5 separate regions of the Mus musculus genome follow, and regions 2, 3, 4 and 5 are each linked to region 1. Evidence: chromatin contacts called from public HiCAR-type and promoter capture Hi-C data. All regions are on one chromosome and are shown on one strand. Each heading gives the region's core, a stretch centred on a gene start, on an enhancer-like site or on the middle of the called end of the contact. The rest is flanking DNA. Distances are from core to core; before and after follow the strand shown.

Region 1 (3,400 bases), core at 510-3,009:
TGGATGAGTTTGAGGCCAGCTTGGTTTACATAGTGAGTTCCAGGCCAGCCACCCTGTCTCAAAGAGGAAGAGGAGGGTAGAGAGCAAGAGATGACCGCTGAGGCTCTCAGGCCAGCTAGTCTAGCCTACGTGCTCAGTGCAGCCCAAGGTTGCCCTCTAGTCCACACACACACACACACACACACACTCCCCAGGCGGGATGTAGTGATACCCACTTGGGAGCTGAAAGCAGGAGAATGAAATGTTCAAAGCTATCCTCAGCTACAAAGTAACCTCAAGGCTAGCCTGGGCTACATGAGACCGTCAAACACAAACAATCGAGAAAGGAAGGGGGAGGATAAAGAAAGCACAAAAACCAGACCCAAAGTAACCAGAGGGAAATAATAAAGGAACAGGAACCAACAAAGTAGAAAGTGAAAACTAAGGCAACTACTCCTGGCTCTTTAAGATGAGTGTTTGTTGGGTTCCCCTCATGGGTCAGGCACTGAGTCACTGGGCATACGCAATAAGCACAAAGGACAAGAAAATCCCGGGTACAATCCCTTAATGCACGCCGTCACCACAACCATCCCTTCTCCCCAGCTTATCTACTAATCAACATTTCCTACTCTTTAACCTTTTTTCAGTCACCCTCTCCTCCTTTTCCTCTTCCCTCCTTTTTGATACTGGGTCCTTCCAGGCTGTCCTCGGACTAGTGATCCTCCTGCCTCAGCCCCTCGAGTGCCAGAATGACAAGTGTGTACCATCACACTCAGCTAAACTAAAACCAGGGATTGGAAGGTGGTAGTTTGGGAGAAGCATTTGGCTAACAGATGAATCTAGCCTCATAGAATAGAGTTTCTACATCTTATGTAGCTCTGGCTGGCAGGGAACTCAATCAGGTGGCCTCAAATTCACAGAGATCCACCTGCCTTTGCCTTCCAAGTGCTGTGAGAGCCATGACACCCACCAGCTCAATTTCTTAACTGCAGGGTCAATACTGGACGTGTCAGCTTCAGAGACTCAGGGCCAAGAACTAGTTTTGAAATCAAAATCTGGCTTATACAAGAATAGCCAAAGACCAAAGACTACATCTGGAAGTAAGAGGTAAGAAGATGTGGGAACTAGAGTGGTCGGAAAGGTTCAGATCCGATTTGGGGATCAGGAGCTCAAATTTATAGAGTTCAAAAAAGGTGAGACACTTGACTGTGTGAAAGCGTACCAGTCTCACAATTTAGTGTTTGGGGGTTAAGGGCCAGGAAGTCCAGCATCGGAAATCAAGAGTTAGGAACGAGACGATACGAAGTCACAGGAATCGTAGGCTAAAGGGGACTCAGGTAAGATCCCAGGGCTCAGTCTAGTAATTTAAGGTTTACTCACGTGTCCCCATCCTCAGTGACGTAGCCAAAGACTAAGGGCGCCCACGACAGCTCTGGGCCAAGCTCTGCGCCCAGACCTGGTCCTCCGGGAGCCGCTGCGTCGGGACCTAGAGAGCCCAGGCCGCTGTCGCACCATTCATCGGCATCCGCAGTTTTCCCCAAGCACGCGACCCCGGCCATGGCCCCAGCCACCTCGGGTGGCCCCCTGTGGTCGCCTGCCTGTCGCTGGGCTCTGCGATGAGCTCCAGTGCTTCCGCCCTATCGGGAATTCCCCAACACGCCCCCTCATATACCCAATCAAAATGTTTTAAATAGCTACACCCCGCCCCTGTACTGCACCACAGCCAATCAGAAAAATGAGGTGGACATTCGCTCGCTGAGTTTCCCCACATTTTCCAGACGCCCTTTATCAATATGGCCGCCGGCGCCAGGCTTTTTGGGATTTGTAGTTTGATAACATGAGAGGCACATTGTACGAAAGCGGTTATGGGGATCGCATTGCCTGCCGGGAGTTGTAGTTCTCTATCCTATCTCGGCCTCTTCTTGTTTCCGCTGCCGTCACGGGACAGAGCAGTCGGTGACAGTCCCGAGGGCCCCCACCCCGTTCCCATGGCCGAGCCGGACCGTGAGTTAGGGGCCCTGTTGGGAGGGTGGGAGGGTCGGGCCGCGCCGGGGCCTGGCTTTGGGCTGCAGGCCCCGGGGCCCGAGGGTAGGCTCGGTGGGGCGGGAGACAGGATCTACCTGAAGGGAGTGGGATTCGGAGGGGTGTTGCTAAGTGGTCCGTATTACTAGGTTGGTTGGTTTCTGGATTGTGAAATGTAAGGGTCCGATTGTCAAGTTCTTAATGATCGCATTTCTCGTACTTTGGCTGCTGAGGACCCTCGTTGCTAAGGACCAAAGTTACCACTATCCCGGTTGCTAAGGTTGTCTGTTGTTAAGGGCAACTGTAGGATGGGTTCCGGGGACCCCTGTGGCCCCTTACTATCTCATTCCTTCAGTTCTTGTGCCTCTCCTAAACCTCCTACCTTCACTGCATCTCCTCTCCCACACTCAACTCTCAGCAGAAGTATCCCTACTTACGTCTCTTGAAAAACTTAGCCCTCCCTCATTCTCTCGACTCGCACATGCTACCATATCCTGCTTAACTCTGAAACCTTCCTTCAGTCCAGTCTCGCCTGCTTTCTCCTCCTAAAGATTCCCCTCCTCAGCCTTTTCACGTCACACATACCTCCACTCTAAAATATGCCTTTTCCCATCTCCGATAGTTTTACTACCATCCCTGACTCTGAAATAATTAGGTTGGTGGGTCCTCTTGTCCTCCACCATTGTGAGCCCTTCTGCTTAACTCTTTCCCCGCACTGTAACCACGTCTGCTCCCCTCCTCCCCAGCCTCTGACCCTCTGGAGACCCAGGCAGGGAAGGTGCAGGAGGCTCAGGTGAGATGGGGAAGGGGTGGAGGGAAGGAGAGACTTGGTTCCACGTGCCGCACTGGGGGGAGGTGGCAAGGGAAGGCTTTTACCCAAGGGCCCTTGGCTTATGGCCCTGATCCCCAAGCCCATCTGGGGATTAGTACAATCTCCTGGGAGAATGGTGGCTTCTTGGGACTGTCAAGGAAAATGTATAGCCTCAACCCCTGGTTCCCTTCCATATCGTCCTCGTTTCCTACTGTTGCCCATCCCATCCTCAGCCCCTTCTGAACCTCATTTGTGCTGGACCTGAAAGAGACGGTTTTCCAGTTCAATCCGCAAACTCAGATCCTATGAGGTGGGGGAAAGGACCCTATAGGGCACGTTATAAAAGTATCGAAGCTGGGTGTGGTGCCAGCCCCCTGTAATGCCAGCACATGGGGGGGGGCAGGGGAGGGGGGAAGTGAGGTAGGAGGATGGAGAAAGGAGAGGCAGCTTGGGCCATATGGTGAGACCCAGTCTCAAAAAAGGAGGGAGGAAGGGAGAGAGCATACCCCTGGAGTACCGGGCAAACTCTGTGGGTCAGAGATTATAGAAGATTCTAGCCAAACTCTCCCCTGGTGGAACCCACAAGCT
Region 2 (3,400 bases), core at 392-2,891, 1.8 Mb after region 1:
AAAGCACCCCAGAAAGACAGGATACTAAGTCTTACTTGTCTGTTTTTCCCCACAGCCCAGGCTACCTTGGACTGAACACAGGACACTCAGTAACTGGTAGAGACTAGCTGAACACAAAGGGCAAGAACCTTCCCGCAACACTAGAGAGGTAGAGTTTCCCCATCACTCACCTCGCTGGGACCGAAGCGCAGAGCGCAGGGAACTGGGGGCCACATCTTCATCTGAATGAAAACCCTGAAACTCCTGATTTAGGGGACCAAGGGTGAAGGGGAGAAACAGCAGTCAGTACCAAAGCCCTGGTTCCATCTGGGCTTCAGGTGTTGCAGATATGATAGTTATCGTCCACCTTAACATACTCCTCCTCATTTACCAAAGAACTTAAAAGACTGAGGCAAGGTCAGAAGGAATAAAGGTACAAGGCGTTCTTGAACCAGACCATTCCAGCACAGCCATCAGTAATTCACTAGCCCAGAAGAAAACACTAGAGGGTCTCCTCGAGTTAAGCAATAGGCATTACAATGAGGGCTAATTCCAACTTAAAACAAAGTAGGTCCTCCATTTACACCCTTGCAGGGCATTCTTAAAAATGGGGAGTGTTTGGGGGAGATGAGAGGTGGAGCAGATGGTTTATCATATTAGAATCCACTCTGAGCCCTCAGAGGACAGCTAGCTCTCCTAAGCAATAGAATCCACACCCTCCTGCCTTCTCCAAAAGGCTGAGAGGGATAAACCATGACTGCACTCACTCCAGATTCAAGACTCAGCATTCATTCTATCCCTCTTCAACCCGCGCCTAAGAAGCCTCCACCACTCTACCTTAGAACCAGAGAGCAACTGGGGCCCTGGTGGAACCAGGGCAGGGATATGTCGCGGATTTTAAGGGCCAAGGAGGCAGCCTGCAAGTAAGAGCCCAGGAGGCTCTCTAGCCTTGGTCAATTAAGGCCACGCTGCTGCTGTCAACCACCGCTGGTCCGGCATGCAATCCCTATGGCCTCTTCACCCACTCCTGTCCTGCTCTGCCATTGCTACCGCGAAAGATCAGCTCAGGACACCAATTGGGCTCCAGGCGTCTAGCTGCAGTCAGGGTTTCTCTGATCACTTTCAAAGGCCCTAGCTACCCAAACGCTCCACGCAGCCTGCTTCCTTCGTGCTTCTTTCCAGGAGCCCCGAGAATCCCACTTGTCCACAACACCCTTCGGAGCTATCCGGAGCCCTGCAAGCCCCTGGCCTCCGCCCTACCCGGCGCTAGAGACACCTCCGACCGCCTCACCTCCTCCTCGGATTCCCCGTCACTGCTCTCTTCCTCCGGCATGCAGCCTCGGTTCGGGCCCCAGCCCCGTCCCCGGCCGCGGCCTCGGCCTCGCTGAACTCGCGCACCAGCCCACAGGCGGCGGAGCCGGCGCAGGCCCCGGCGAAGACCCAGCAAACGGAGCAGGGCCGTGTCCTCCCCGGGCTCGGCTCCTCCCGGCCCCGCCGCGCCGCCACCGCGCCGCAGGGCTACCCGCACTCTTTCGGCTCCGTTGCCTCGGCCGCCGCGGCCCCCGCCCCCGCCGGAACCCCGCGGCCGGCCCGGGAAGCGGCCCCGTGCGGAGCCAGGCCCGGGGCAACTGCCGCCGCCCGCCGCCGCCGCCATCTTGGCACCGTGAGAGGGGCCGGGGAGGCGGGGGGAGGGGCAGCCCGTGCGCAGGGCCGGGGGGGAGGGGAGAGGAGGGGAGGAGGGGCAAAGCGGGGCGGCTGCGGCTCACGACAACAACCAGCGCCGCTGTGGGGCGGGCAGGAGCCGGGGGCTGGGCTGGCCACGCGCGGGGCACCACGGGAGCAGGAGTCCTGGGCCGGTCGGCCGTCACCCTCCAGCCGCACCTGAAGAGCGGACCCCGCGTCGCGGCCTGAGAGCGGGAGGCGCAAGGTCTTCTGGGGAATGTAGTCCAGTCGCCTTGCTCCTTCCGCCGACAGCTGGGGCGCGAGAACTGGGAATACCGGGTTGGCGACAGAGACCAGGAGAACCAGTTCCTGGTCTCCAGGAGGTGTGGTTCCCGGCTCAGACTCCTCCCATTGTTCTAGTCGGAACTAGCGACCTGCATGGACTACCATTCCCAGGGTCCTTCCCAGGGTACCGTTGGCTTCGGACCCTGGGAACCCGACGGACACACAGTAGACGAAGTTAGCTATTGCGCTAGGCGTTGGCTGAGGGGAGGGCGGCGGCGCTGGATTAGTCTCACTTCCAGGCGCAACCCGGTAGCCGCATTGCCCGGCGCGGAGGGGAGATGCTGGAGAGGCTAGTCTTCCGTCCCTTACTCGGAGGAGAGCAGACCGGTGGTCGAAATCCGGACCTCAGTCTGCGCTCCTCTCCAGCCCTAGACTACGCGCGCGGTAGATTGCTGTGGGAGGAACCAGAGTCTTGGGGCGCCTCAAAGCCACCTTTCCTCTCCCGCAGGGTCTGGAGCGCCTTTGCCGCGTGCTGCCCTCGGGAATTATACGAAGCCCCCCGGAAGGAGAAGTGTGACCCTCTGTTTATTGAATGGTGAATGGCCAGCAGGGGCCGCTACAGGGCAAGGGTGGAAACCCCCTAGCACAGAGGAAAAGTCTGGACTCGTCCTGACTGGAGCACAGGAAACTTTATTATAGTGATGAAATTGACAGTCCCCAGTTAATCTTCACCGAGTTAATTGTCCTTTAACTCGGGCTCGCCAGGCCGAGGCTTCTGCAACTCGCTTGTCCCGGAAGGGTTCGTAGCTCCTGTCTCGCAGTTCTTCTGTGGTTAAATTTGCCAGGCCGCCCTAGCTGAGCCCTTCTGCCTTTCATTCTTTGGACTCTTTGTCAAGCCAGAGAAGCTACCAACACCCGGTCAGGTGGCAGCAGAGGAGGTAGGACTACCGGGAGAGCTGGAGGCCCGGGTCGGCCTCGAGGAAGAGTAGAGGAAGGTGGAGCGTATGGTCCATCCAGGCGGCAGCCGGCTGGGCGAGTGGCCACGCATGTGCGCCTGCATGGAGGCCAGGCTAGGGCAGCCAGCCCTGCACAGAGGGCATCGATAGGGAGCAGCCCCATGTGTCCTCAGGTGCTTGGTCATGGCAGAGAAATCCCGGGAGCGCTGAGGACAGAGGCTACAGGAGAAGGGCTTCTCTCCTACAGGTGGAGGAGAAAGCCAGAGAAGGAAGAAATGGGCGAAGGCTCTCCAAGCTAGGGGTGCGTCGAGCAATAGGGCAAGGGAGGAGCTGGCAGGCCGGCGATGGAAACGAAAAAGATAAATTCACACTGGGCAGGATGCCCATACCTGTGTGGACTCGGTAATGTGTCTCCATCTGATGCTTGAGTGAAAACCTCTTTCCACACACAGAGCAAGAATAGGGCCGAGAGCGAGCAGGAGAGGGTAAAGGAGGGTGTTGGTGAGATGGGCAGTTCA
Region 3 (3,400 bases), core at 248-2,747, 1.3 Mb after region 1:
GGATTAAAAGAGACAGAGATTGATTGAAGATTAAGTGTTATTCTGGCTGGGCACAGTGGCACACATTGCAGCCTGGAGGCTGAGGCAGGAGGATCACCCACAAATTTGAGATCACATGGGTTACAGTGAATTCCTGGTCAGTATAGGTACAAATTGTTTAAAACAAGAACAAAACGTGCTATTCTGGTAAGAAGCGTGGTTTAGCAAAGGAATCTTCCACAGTAATTAAAAACGAACTAGCAAAGCAGGCTTCGTGGATAAGAAAGCTGCAGCCTGGAATGCAGAGATGGATCAGCGGGTTACACTCTCAGCACCTACGTGACTGCTGTAACTCCAGTTCCAGAGAATCCGATGCCCTCTTCAGGGCTCCTCAGGCGCAGTCACACTCAGTGGTGCACAGAAAGAAAAGCAGACAGAAACACTCACATACGTAAAAAACGAACATGTTAAAAATTTAAAACCTGTGAGGCTGGAAACAGCTGTACTGCTAGGAGCAGTGGCTGCTCTAGCAGAGGATGCAAGTGTGATTCCCCGTACTCACATGGTGTTTCACGACCGTCTATAACTCCAGTTCCTGGGAATCAGACACCTTCTCCTGGCTTCTGCTGGTATGTGTATACACACAAATACACACACACACACACACACACACACACACATAAAAAAGAAAAAATACAAAAGACATTTGTAACCACACAAAGAGGGCCTGGACCCGCATTTAATCAGAGACATAATCTCTGAGTGATGCTTACTATCAGTCTGCATGAATCTGTCTCCTCTACCCTGACCAAGATAACACCAAACCGCTGCTTCTTTCCAAGCTAACTTCATTTTCACTTTCACAGTAATGAGGAGTAAATGTCCCCATGCCTGGAAAAACAAGGAGTACACTTCATAGGACAACGAGAAAGAAGAAAGTTAGGCTATTTTTTTTTCCGCAGTAATGTTGGGTCTCTATGTATGCAACAACAATCGTTTCCTGCTTTTATTCCCTCGCCTTCCCTAAAATGAACAAGTCTGGGGAAAAGGTCAAACCGGGAAGGTGCGGGCTTGGTAGCCTGGGGACACACCCCTCGCGACCAGCCCTTCCACACACATAACCTACTGGAAATGGAGCGCCGCGGATGGAGAGGACACTGGCCGCCACCGGAGGGGCAGGTTTGACAGGCGACGGCCACCGGGGCTGCCTGGCGGGGAGGGAGCGCGTACAAAGCAGCCCTGCGGTGGCAGCTGCGCTGTCTTTTTGTACGGAGGGCCCTCACTCTGAGGTTCACACACAGAACTCAGAGCCATGCTGGGCCTCTGGGCTCTGCAGCGGGAAGACGGAGGATGCAACGGGGTACGCGGTGTCCACTCAGCGTCACCGACTCCAAGTCTCTCAAGCCAACTAAAGACAAACCTACGCTGCCCCCGCGACAATTTCCTCAGTGCAAGGGACCAACTCACCTCTCAGAGCGGACCGGCGCTAAGCAGCCGGAAGGATGCTGCGCAGAGGCCTGTGGGAAATGTAGTCCATGGTGGGAAAGACTGGGCCAACGCAGCGGAGTGCGCAAGCGTGCTCGGGGCTGTGATGGGTGGAGGCCTCTGGGTGTGATCTTGGACCAGCTGGAAGGGCTAGGAGATTCCGCTGCCCTCTGCCCCCAAATCCCCACCCCAAACCTAGCTCACTGGGCTGGGGGTTGTGTCGTTGCCCTACCAGGGCTGAGAACACCATCATCACATTATCACATGCTTAATATGTGAGATAAGCATATTCTCACCCCAGCGAGGGTGTAGGCATGATCAGGGAACTCAGTAAAATACATTCTCCAAAGGTGCAGTCCCACATCTACCCAGGGAAAGGTTGCTCAGGCTCCTTGGAGTTCCCGCTGCCTCTGCTTTCTCCCACTGTCCCTTCTAGCCGTTGTGTATATTGGTCTAGTCGTTGGTATTGGCCTTAGGTTTTGTTTTGCAAACTGGAGATGAAGCCAAGACCTCTAAGACTGGAAAGATAATTATGCTTTCTTCTATCACAGTGGTTCTCAACCTGTTGGTCGAGATCCCCCCCCCCCTTGGGGGTCAAATGACCTTTCACAGGGACCACCTAAGACCATCAGAAAACACAGATATTTACATTAGGATTCCTAACAGTAGCAAAATTACAGTTATAAAGTAGTACCGAAAATAATTATATAGCTTGTGGATCACCACAACATGAGGAACTGTATTAATGGGTCGCAGCTTTAGGGAGGTTGAGAACCACTGCTCTAACATTTTCTTGTGTTTGTGCCAGGCCTCATCCGGTCTTCAGGAGACTGAAGCATGCAGACTGCAAATTCAAGATGAATGGAAAAAAAAAAAAAAAAAAGGAGGACATGACTGCTCCCAAGGGATTGAGATCTAAGAGAGAGCACTGGCAGGGGCGTCTGAAAGTAACCAGGGTGGCCATGACTGCCGGACTAAATGGGGCCATGTGAGGGGAGGGGGTGGGGTGTAGGACAGGCTAGAAGCCAAGAGGCCAAGTGCAGCGGGCAAGAGGTAACAAAAGGACCTTGTGCCCAAAATGACTGGGTTATACAGGAATCACAGAAGCTGGGAGATGGGAAGCCCAGGCCTGGGCTACAGAGTTTGGGATAGTGGGGGGCAAGGTATATCAGCCAGGATGTCTCTGTAATAGGTGCTGGGGATGTTGAAAGATCCTCATCGATCCTCTTGTTTCTTTCCAGAGCGCTGTTATTACAGGCATCCGTCAACATTCCCAGCGTTGGGACGTTAGTTTTAGGAACGTGACAATTGAGAGGCTGGTGAGATGGCTTAGTGATTGAGAACCCTTGCGCTCTTGCAGACACAACACATATGATGGTTCCCAAGTGTCTGTAACTTCAGTTGCAGAGGGCTGGTGAGATGGCTCAGTGGGTAAGAGCACCCGACTGCTCTTCCGAAGGTCCGGAGTTCAAATCCCAGCAACCACATGGTGGCTCACAACCACTCACAATGAGATCTGACTCCTTCTTCTGGAGTGTCTGAAGACAGCTACAGTGTACTTACATATTAAAAAAAAAAAAAAGAACAATAAATAAAGGGGTGGATGTAGTGCACACTTGTATGTAGTCAAATATTCATACATGTAAAATAAAAATCTTTTAAAAAAAAGAACATTACATATCTGGTATAGATTTCTTTTCTTTCCTTTTTTAAATTAAATTTTTGAGACAGGATTTCTCTGTGTAGCCCTGGTTGCCCTGGAACTCTCTCTGAAGGCCACGCTAGCTTCAAACTCAGAGATCTACCTGCCTCTGTCTCTCAAGTGCTGAGATTAAAATCGTGAGCCACCATGTTTGGCCTTATGATTTTCTTTTATAAAGGAACATGTTGCTTGGAACAGTAGCTCCCACCTGTAATTCCAATACCTGAGAACTGA
Region 4 (3,400 bases), core at 321-2,820, 1.0 Mb before region 1:
TTTTGACTATTGTGAGGATGGTCACTTTGTTTTGTTTGTCTTTTGTTACAAGGTTTCTTCGTGTAGAGACTGCTGGTTCTGTAGACCAGGCTGGCCTTGAACTCTTAGAAATCTGGTATTAAAGGCATGTGCCACCACTGCCCGCCTGAGGATGGTCACTTTTAATCAGCTAGAGTATTTATCAACGTATTTTCTGTAGTTAACATCTGGTTGAGACTGACTTATTTCAAATCTAATCTGTCTATACTGTAGGCGTTTAGATCATTTACAAAGCGTCTAATATGTTTAGTGGTCCTAATAGGATTATCATTAACCTTGACACTAGTTTTCTCTCATGTTCTGGAAAAATATGTGTAAATATAAATAATAAATAAATGTGGTTTTGAAAGCTCATGTTGAAAGACTCCGAGAGGAGCCCCTTGCTCAGGCCTCAGGACAATAGCGGACACCCAAGAACTCACAAGAGACCAAGCTTGATGCAAACCACATGAGGCTTTATTCGGGGAAAGCCAGAGCTCTGGGGACGACTCATATCCCACGCAGGGGTAGAGGAGTCGACCCCAAGGGGAAAGAGGTCCCAGTTTTTATAGGCCCTCAGGGGGGGAAGGAGAAGGGGGAAGTAGGGGATTTCCAGATCTAAACAATGTTTATTCTCAAGAAATGGGTATGGGAGGGGTCCAAGGGAAGAGTCTGGTGCAGGTGTAGGAACTCTAGATTGGCCGGGCTGTTGTTGCTGGGGAGATTTTCTGACTCTTTTTCAGCAACCAATATCACAAACACCTGGCAATGGGCTTCATCAGTGGGCACACACATGGGTTCAAGGAACGGTCAAAACATTGGCAGACACACGGGTTCAAGGAGTGGCCAGAGCATTGTGCACCTCTATTTTTCTAAATCAGTGAAGCTAGTTCTGCTAACAGTGACATCTATCTTGCCAATTTCAGGGCTTGTGTGACCTTTTACATTCTGTCAGGATCTTTCAATGTCATGTTACACTAAGTACGTTTTCCCTACATAAACAAGGCATACGTCGGTGGTTGTTTACATACGTCGGTGGTTGTTTAGATACTTCCACATGCTAGTCATTCACCTTTCAAAATGGGCGCAGTTCTGTTGATATTTATCCAACTAGTCCTCACTCACGTTTTCCTATCTAGATAACAGGGACACTGACTCTCTGAACATCTGGCTGTCTGAAATCGCTGATATAAACTACCACGTTTAAAACCAACCAATTCTTTAGTTCAGTGTCTTCCAATCTACCATAGTCCCTACTAGAGCACAGCAGGTGGAATCCCTCTTGGTGCAAAGTGTAACCACGCCAGTTATATCCGGATTTGATCACGCTTCCTATTCTGTCCGGGGGTGGGGTGGGGGGTCTGGGAGACAGAACACGACGTCTCCCACAAACCACTGGCATAGCTCTCAGATGGCCTGGCCTAAGTTGTGTGCAGTGATCTCTCTGAACTACAGACCGCTAGGCTTCATCGAGTTGAGCACTCGGCACTACATTTCCCAGGGGCTACCGCGGCGGAAGTAAAGCAACTTCCGGTGCCCTGGCGGCGCTATAGCGGACGGTCGGGTCTTTCTGGTCTGAGTAGGGAATTGCTTTGTGTCTTCGGTCTCTGCAGAGTAAGGCCGGGAGTCCGGGTGTGGGTGTGGACGGTGGGGTGGATGGATGTTGATGCGTGTGTGAGTGTTTAGGGACGGTGCTGTGTGTGCGCGCGCGCGTCTCTGCGTACGCACCTTGAGCTATTTGCATTATCACCGTGCTTGTCGCTTTCTCTCGCGGCCACCAGCAGAGGACCAAGCTTCACTGAGGAGAGGTGAGGGGCGGAGTCTGAAGGGAAGCTTTCCCTGTGGTTCAGATTGAGCTTTGTGACGAGCATTTGAGGCCGAAAGTGCCTCCGAGGGTGGCCTACTGGCCTTTTCTCAGAGCTCTAGCCGTGTGAGTGTCGAGGGAAGAGAGGGGAAATGCTCACTGGGGATGCTCTCAAATGTAATCTAGGCTTACTCAGATGTAATCTAGGCTTACTCAGGCTCCCTGCGCAGGCCATTATTCAAAAGGAGGGCTGGAGGAGCGTGAGATCGTTGTTGCTACCCACCGAAGGCTCAAGGGCGAGTTTGCGCTTTCTCTCTGTGCGAGAAATGAGGGTTTTATGTTTAGAATATGGAATTGTCAGTAAATGAAGAAGGAACGTGTAAATTGATACCGCCATCATTGTGTCCCTTACATTGTCCCTCCCCTTTCCAGTTAGTATTCACATTATCGTTTCAATGACCCTTGACATCTTCTGTCTACAATCACTCCCCCCACCTCACCGACCATGTTATAGATAGGAACCGACAGAGGTTAACAAAAGGGCTTTCAAACTCCGATGTGCTAAATCGATTTCTATTTGGATGGTGTCACACGTCAGATGGCCTTAGATCTTCTTACAGGTCTTCATTTCAAAGCAGCGGAAGAGTGGAGGTTTTTGTTTTCTAGTAGATTTTGAGATTGGGAAAGTGGTAGGCTCTCTCCCCCTCCCCTCCCCTCCCCTCCATCTGGGTTGGAGTCTTGGTTCTGTCCCCTCAGGCTCTCCAGGCCTGTCAGGAACCTTAGGATGCCTGTGGTGAAGCCTGTTAGTGCAGTGCCGCCATATCCTAAGGGCCTGGTGTGCTTTAGTTGTTGCTCTGTGAGGCCATCTTGGGTTCATTCCACTCAGTGTTCTGCAGGACAAGGGAGTGTGAGAAACAATGCGATTGCTGGTGGATGTTTAAGAAAGCCACTCAAACAGAAAAGCTAGGCTTTGTGGGGTACAACGAGGCAGAAAGAAGCAGGAAGGGCAATGTGAATTCTGTAGCAGCTTGATCCCCATAACACGTTTCAGGCCAGCTGGCCTACACAGTGAGAACCTATTTCAAAAACAAGGAAGGTGAATATACCATAGAGCAGAGTGTTTTTCCAAATGTTGCGACGAACTGTTTGTATTGTGTAAATCTGTACCGTATTTATGTCCTTTGGGATGACTTAATCTAACTCACATTTTTGGAGTGAGTACACTTAATGTCCACCCTCTCTGTCTTTTCAAAACCATCCATCGAAGTCCATGTTTCATGACACATCTCTGAGCTTCTGTCCGGTAGCTGGAATTCTGTAGCCCTTGATCATCATCCTCCCATCTCTCTCCCTTATGGATCTGCGTCTCCCACTCTTGACGCCTCCGCCACTCAAACCCCACCAACCAGCATCTTGCTGTTCCTAGGAGAAAACAGCTTCAGATTCTACATGACTGAGACCATGGGTATCTGTCATTGTTTAAAGATGAAGTATTTGTCTTCAAAGTTACGTATGTTGGGTTATGTGTCCATGACCACAGGTGCCCCCCCCCCCCGGAAACCAGAGCTATAGGCTTCC
Region 5 (3,400 bases), core at 276-2,775, 1.0 Mb after region 1:
ATCAGAAGACAAGCTACCCAATAACCCAGGGTGGTGCCTAATACCTGTAATTCCAGCTGAATGGAGAAGCTGATTCAGCAGAATCACAAGTCCCAGGCCAGCCTGGGCTGTCGTTCAAATAAACAGCCCACCAATGTCAGGCTAAAGGGGCCCCCACAAACCAAATCTTGGGAAAAAAATAGGCATCAAAAAGAATTAAATTAACTATAACTCATTAAGAATCTATGCATATGTGCTGTTGAGACTAAATTAAACGGGCTAAAGGAAAGCTCTTTCTAACATAACTCTCTTAGGGTTTTATTGCCGTGAAGGGACACCATGACCAGGGCAACTTTTATAAAGGAAAACATTTAATAGGGGCTGGCTTGCAGAGGTTCAGTCCACCATCGTCCTGCGGGAAAGGTGGAGGCTTGCAGGCAGATGTGGTGTACCTTGGGCATATGTGACCTCAAAGCCCCGCCTCTACGGTGATGATACACTTCCTCCAATAAGGCCACACATAAAATCACTACTTGGCATGGGCAAGCATACAAATGCATGAATCTATGGGGCCATACCTATTCAAACCACCACAAGAACATAAGAATAACATGAAAACCCAATCGATTATTCTTTCAGAGAAGCCCATACTGCGATTTCAGGTGCCGTCATTCGGAGCCCCTCTCCTCATGCTAAAGCCTAAAACCCCAAGCCTAAAATAATAAAATAAAATAAAAAGCCGGGTGGTGGTAGCGCATGCCTTTAATCCCAGCACTTGGGAGGCAGAGGCAGGTGGATTTCTGAGTTTGAGGTCAGCCTGGTCTACAGAGTTCCAGGACAGCCAGGACTATACAGAGAAACCCTGTCTCGAAAAAACAAAAAAAAAAAACCAACAACAAAACAAAACAAACAAACAAACAAAAAACCCACAAAACAACAGCCACAACAAAAACTCAAGCCTGCTTTGTTAAAAGAAAACCACGTCCGAAGTGGTGGTGCACACCTTTAATTCCAGCACCACGGAAACAAAGGCAGGTGGATCTCAGAGTTCCAGGCTAGCCTGGTCTACACAGATTCCAGGCTAGCAAGGGCTGCATAGAGAGAGTTTGTCTCAAATAGAGATTTAAGAAGAAAGAAAAACTGGTTAAAAAAAAAAAGAAAAGAAAAAGAAAAAACTCAGGTAGAGGGCGGGGGTGTGGTGGTGTGTGCCGTTAATGTCCACATTCAGGAAGCTTACTGGAGAATCACTTCAATTTCAAAGTCAGCCTGGTGTCCACAGAGAAAACCAGGGTCATTTAGAGAGACCACAGCTTTAAAAACAAACAATAGATGCCCAAACTAGTATAAGTGGTTCAGCCAACGCTCCACGCTGGACCTCAAAGCATCTGGGGGTTAGTTTGTTCAACGCCAGAGCTACTGCTGTAGGCCTAAAGACTTGGCCATTTCTGCCCAATCCTGGATCCTGGAACCAAACTCCCTCTGTCCAGGCCTGCACAAGATGCTACCGAAGGCTCCCCGCCTCCCTGCGGCTCCCTTGTGCGCATGCGCATTGAAGCAGCGAGAAAGAGACACACACAGCCCCACCTCCAACCCCCTTCCCCTGACCAAGAGCTAGGGGCCTGGCTCGCAGCCTCCGCGGGGCTGGAAGCCCAGAACCTAGTCAAAGAAGCTAGTGGCAGTCGGACTCTCAGGCTTGAGATCTGATGTCCCAGAGCCTTCAGTACCACGGTCCCGTCCGTAGCACTTTGGTGCCGCCGCTGCAGCGCTGACCGCGCTGGCAACCCACCCTCCCGGGATACCCGTCAGCTGGGTGGTCCCCGGTCTCGTGCGGCCTACGCTCTTCTCCGGGGACCCGCTCTGAGGACCCCTGGGACTCAGGTGGCCCGTTCGTGGGTACAGCTGCCGTGCTGACGCGCTGCACCTAAACCCCGGCCTGGCTGTGGACAAGGACCGAGAGGGAAGGCGGGGGCCGCGACTTGCACGGTGGAGATACCCTGTGCAGAACCTTAGATTCCCGGCGGGCCTGGGGAGCAGAGAACCGGGGGACACCTCGGACCTAAGGCTGGGCAGCCCCGGACTGGTAACTGGTGAAGCAGAGTGGCCGAAGCAGCAAACTCGGGCACGGGTGACTGTGGGCTGCTGTAGTCTATCTCGCTTGCTGGGATCATACGGATGGGGTCAGCCTGGAGCCCTGAAGCTTGGAAGGGGATTCTGATCAATTTCAGAAAAGCGTAGGGGTGAGGCCAGAGGACGTGGTGGCATACACCTGACTTCTCGGGATTTGGGAGGTGGAGGCAGGGGGAGTAGGCGCTCAAGGTCATTCTCTACTGCCTAACGTTGGGTTGCAAGAGAGAAAAAGAAAAGAGAAGAAGAAGGAAAGAAGAGAAAAGAAAAGAAACAAGGCCTGGAGTGTCTGCCAGTCTTCAGAAGAGACCCTAGAAGCCAGCAGCTACTACTTCTGTTTAAAACAGAGATTATGTGTGAGTTTCTAGAACTTCTGTGTTCCTGTGAAATGCTTGAGTTTTTGTTTTTCGTTTTTGGTTTTTTGTTTGTTTGTTTTTGCTGTTGTTGTTGTTGTTGTTTTGAGTATGGATTTTTTTAATTTCCTTCCCTTTGAAAGACGTTTGTGAAAATGTTTTATTCAACTGTGAGTGGTGTCACTGCCACTCCACTAGGACCAAGTGTTCAAGGCCAGCCTGGGTTACATTGAGACCCTGTCTTTAAAAAAAAAAAAAAGCGAACTATTCATTGCTTTGGGTCTGAGAATTTCCCTGCATTTTCAGTGGGCAGAGACTTAATCAGGATTCCTCTTTGAGTGCGCAGCGCCTGCGGTTCTATGGTTATGTAGCACCCACGTGCTATACATTTAGATGTCCTGTTTTTCTTAGGATTCTCTAATACGGAAATATGTCTGCTAAAGTCTGATGTGTGATTGGTCAAGGACGAGCATGTATTTAAATGATTGAGGTGGTGGCTGGAGGGACCACTGAGGCATTTCCTCAAGCCCCTACACTTTTCGGGTTTTTTGTTTTGTTTTTATTTAAGATTTATTTATTTTATGTATATGAGTGTTCGATCTGCAACATCAGATCCCAGCATAGATGGCTGTGAGTCACGGTGCGACTGCTAGAAATTGAACTCAGGGCCTCTCCAGGCTACACTGGTCATTCTTGTGTGGCACTGGAGCAGCGGCGGCGGCGGCCGATGCATCTCTTGGGGGTGCCGGTGAGAAATGGCAGGGCTAGGGCTAGGGCTAGAGCACTTAGCAAGCTCCGGCTGGACTGCAGGCTTCAGAGGACTGCAAAAACAAGCCAACAAAGACCAGGAGAGCACATTCTTTCTCGTAACATTTATTTTTATGTATGTGCACCTCTTACATGTGTCCGAGGACGCCAGGATACTGCGTCCGGTCACCTGGACC

The links. Promoter capture Hi-C pulls out the DNA fragments that hold promoters and counts their contacts. HiCAR-type assays count read pairs that join an accessible place to other places.
Region 2: a contact with region 1 is called in a HiCAR-type map of astrocytes, with 2.1 times the contacts expected there. The contact joins the promoter of Kmt2b here to the promoter of Nfkbib in region 1. A contact is called at or near these places in 2 of 39 promoter capture datasets (cranial neural crest and pre-B cells), 1 of 115 datasets of contacts at active chromatin or transcription factors (astrocytes) and 1 of 9 other capture datasets (adipose tissue).
Region 3: a promoter capture Hi-C map of pre-B cells shows a contact between it and region 1, with 2.5 times the contacts expected there. The contact joins the promoter of Zfp14 here to the promoter of Nfkbib in region 1. A contact is called at or near these places in 2 of 39 promoter capture datasets (liver and pre-B cells) and 1 of 115 datasets of contacts at active chromatin or transcription factors (astrocytes).
Region 4: a contact with region 1 is called in a promoter capture Hi-C map of liver, with 2.1 times the contacts expected there. The contact joins the promoter of Zfp60 here to the promoter of Nfkbib in region 1. A contact is called at or near these places in 1 of 39 promoter capture datasets (liver) and 1 of 115 datasets of contacts at active chromatin or transcription factors (microglia).
Region 5: a promoter capture Hi-C map of embryonic stem cells shows a contact between it and region 1, with 2.7 times the contacts expected there. The contact joins the promoter of Zfp30 here to the promoter of Nfkbib in region 1. A contact is called at or near these places in 2 of 39 promoter capture datasets (embryonic stem cells and liver) and 1 of 115 datasets of contacts at active chromatin or transcription factors (astrocytes).

Annotation. Positions count from the first base shown.
Region 1 is chr7:28,764,885-28,768,284 of GRCm38.p6, forward strand. It overlaps Nfkbib (nuclear factor of kappa light polypeptide gene enhancer in B cells inhibitor, beta), which reads right to left and starts at 1,760. Exons shown (of 6, transcript NM_001306222.1): 1 at 1,360-1,760. The coding sequence starts at 1,538. Sirt2 (sirtuin 2) reads left to right here and starts at 1,868. Exons shown (of 16, transcript NM_022432.4): 1 at 1,868-1,983; 2 at 2,748-2,794. The coding sequence starts at 1,968.
Region 2 is chr7:30,587,085-30,590,484 of GRCm38.p6, forward strand. Kmt2b (lysine (K)-specific methyltransferase 2B) reads right to left here and starts at 1,642. Exons shown (of 37, transcript NM_029274.2): 1 at 1,271-1,642; 2 at 171-243. The coding sequence starts at 1,633. Zbtb32 (zinc finger and BTB domain containing 32) reads right to left here. Exons shown (of 6, transcript NM_021397.2): 5 at 3,272-3,400; 6 at 2,597-3,123. The coding sequence ends at 2,846. Gm32082 (a long non-coding RNA gene) reads left to right here and starts at 1,695. Exons shown (of 3, transcript XR_003946734.1): 1 at 1,695-2,235; 2 at 2,435-2,521; 3 at 3,130-3,275. Mir3569 (microRNA 3569) reads left to right here and starts at 2,296; the gene lies at 2,296-2,353.
Region 3 is chr7:30,049,899-30,053,298 of GRCm38.p6, forward strand. It overlaps Zfp14 (zinc finger protein 14), which reads right to left and starts at 1,498. Exons shown (of 5, transcript NM_178733.5): 1 at 1,447-1,498.
Region 4 is chr7:27,729,839-27,733,238 of GRCm38.p6, forward strand. It overlaps Zfp60 (zinc finger protein 60), which reads left to right and starts at 1,571. Exons shown (of 5, transcript NM_029531.2): 1 at 1,571-1,632.
Region 5 is chr7:29,782,443-29,785,842 of GRCm38.p6, forward strand. Zfp30 (zinc finger protein 30) reads left to right here and starts at 1,526. Exons shown (of 5, transcript NM_001360208.1): 1 at 1,526-2,459.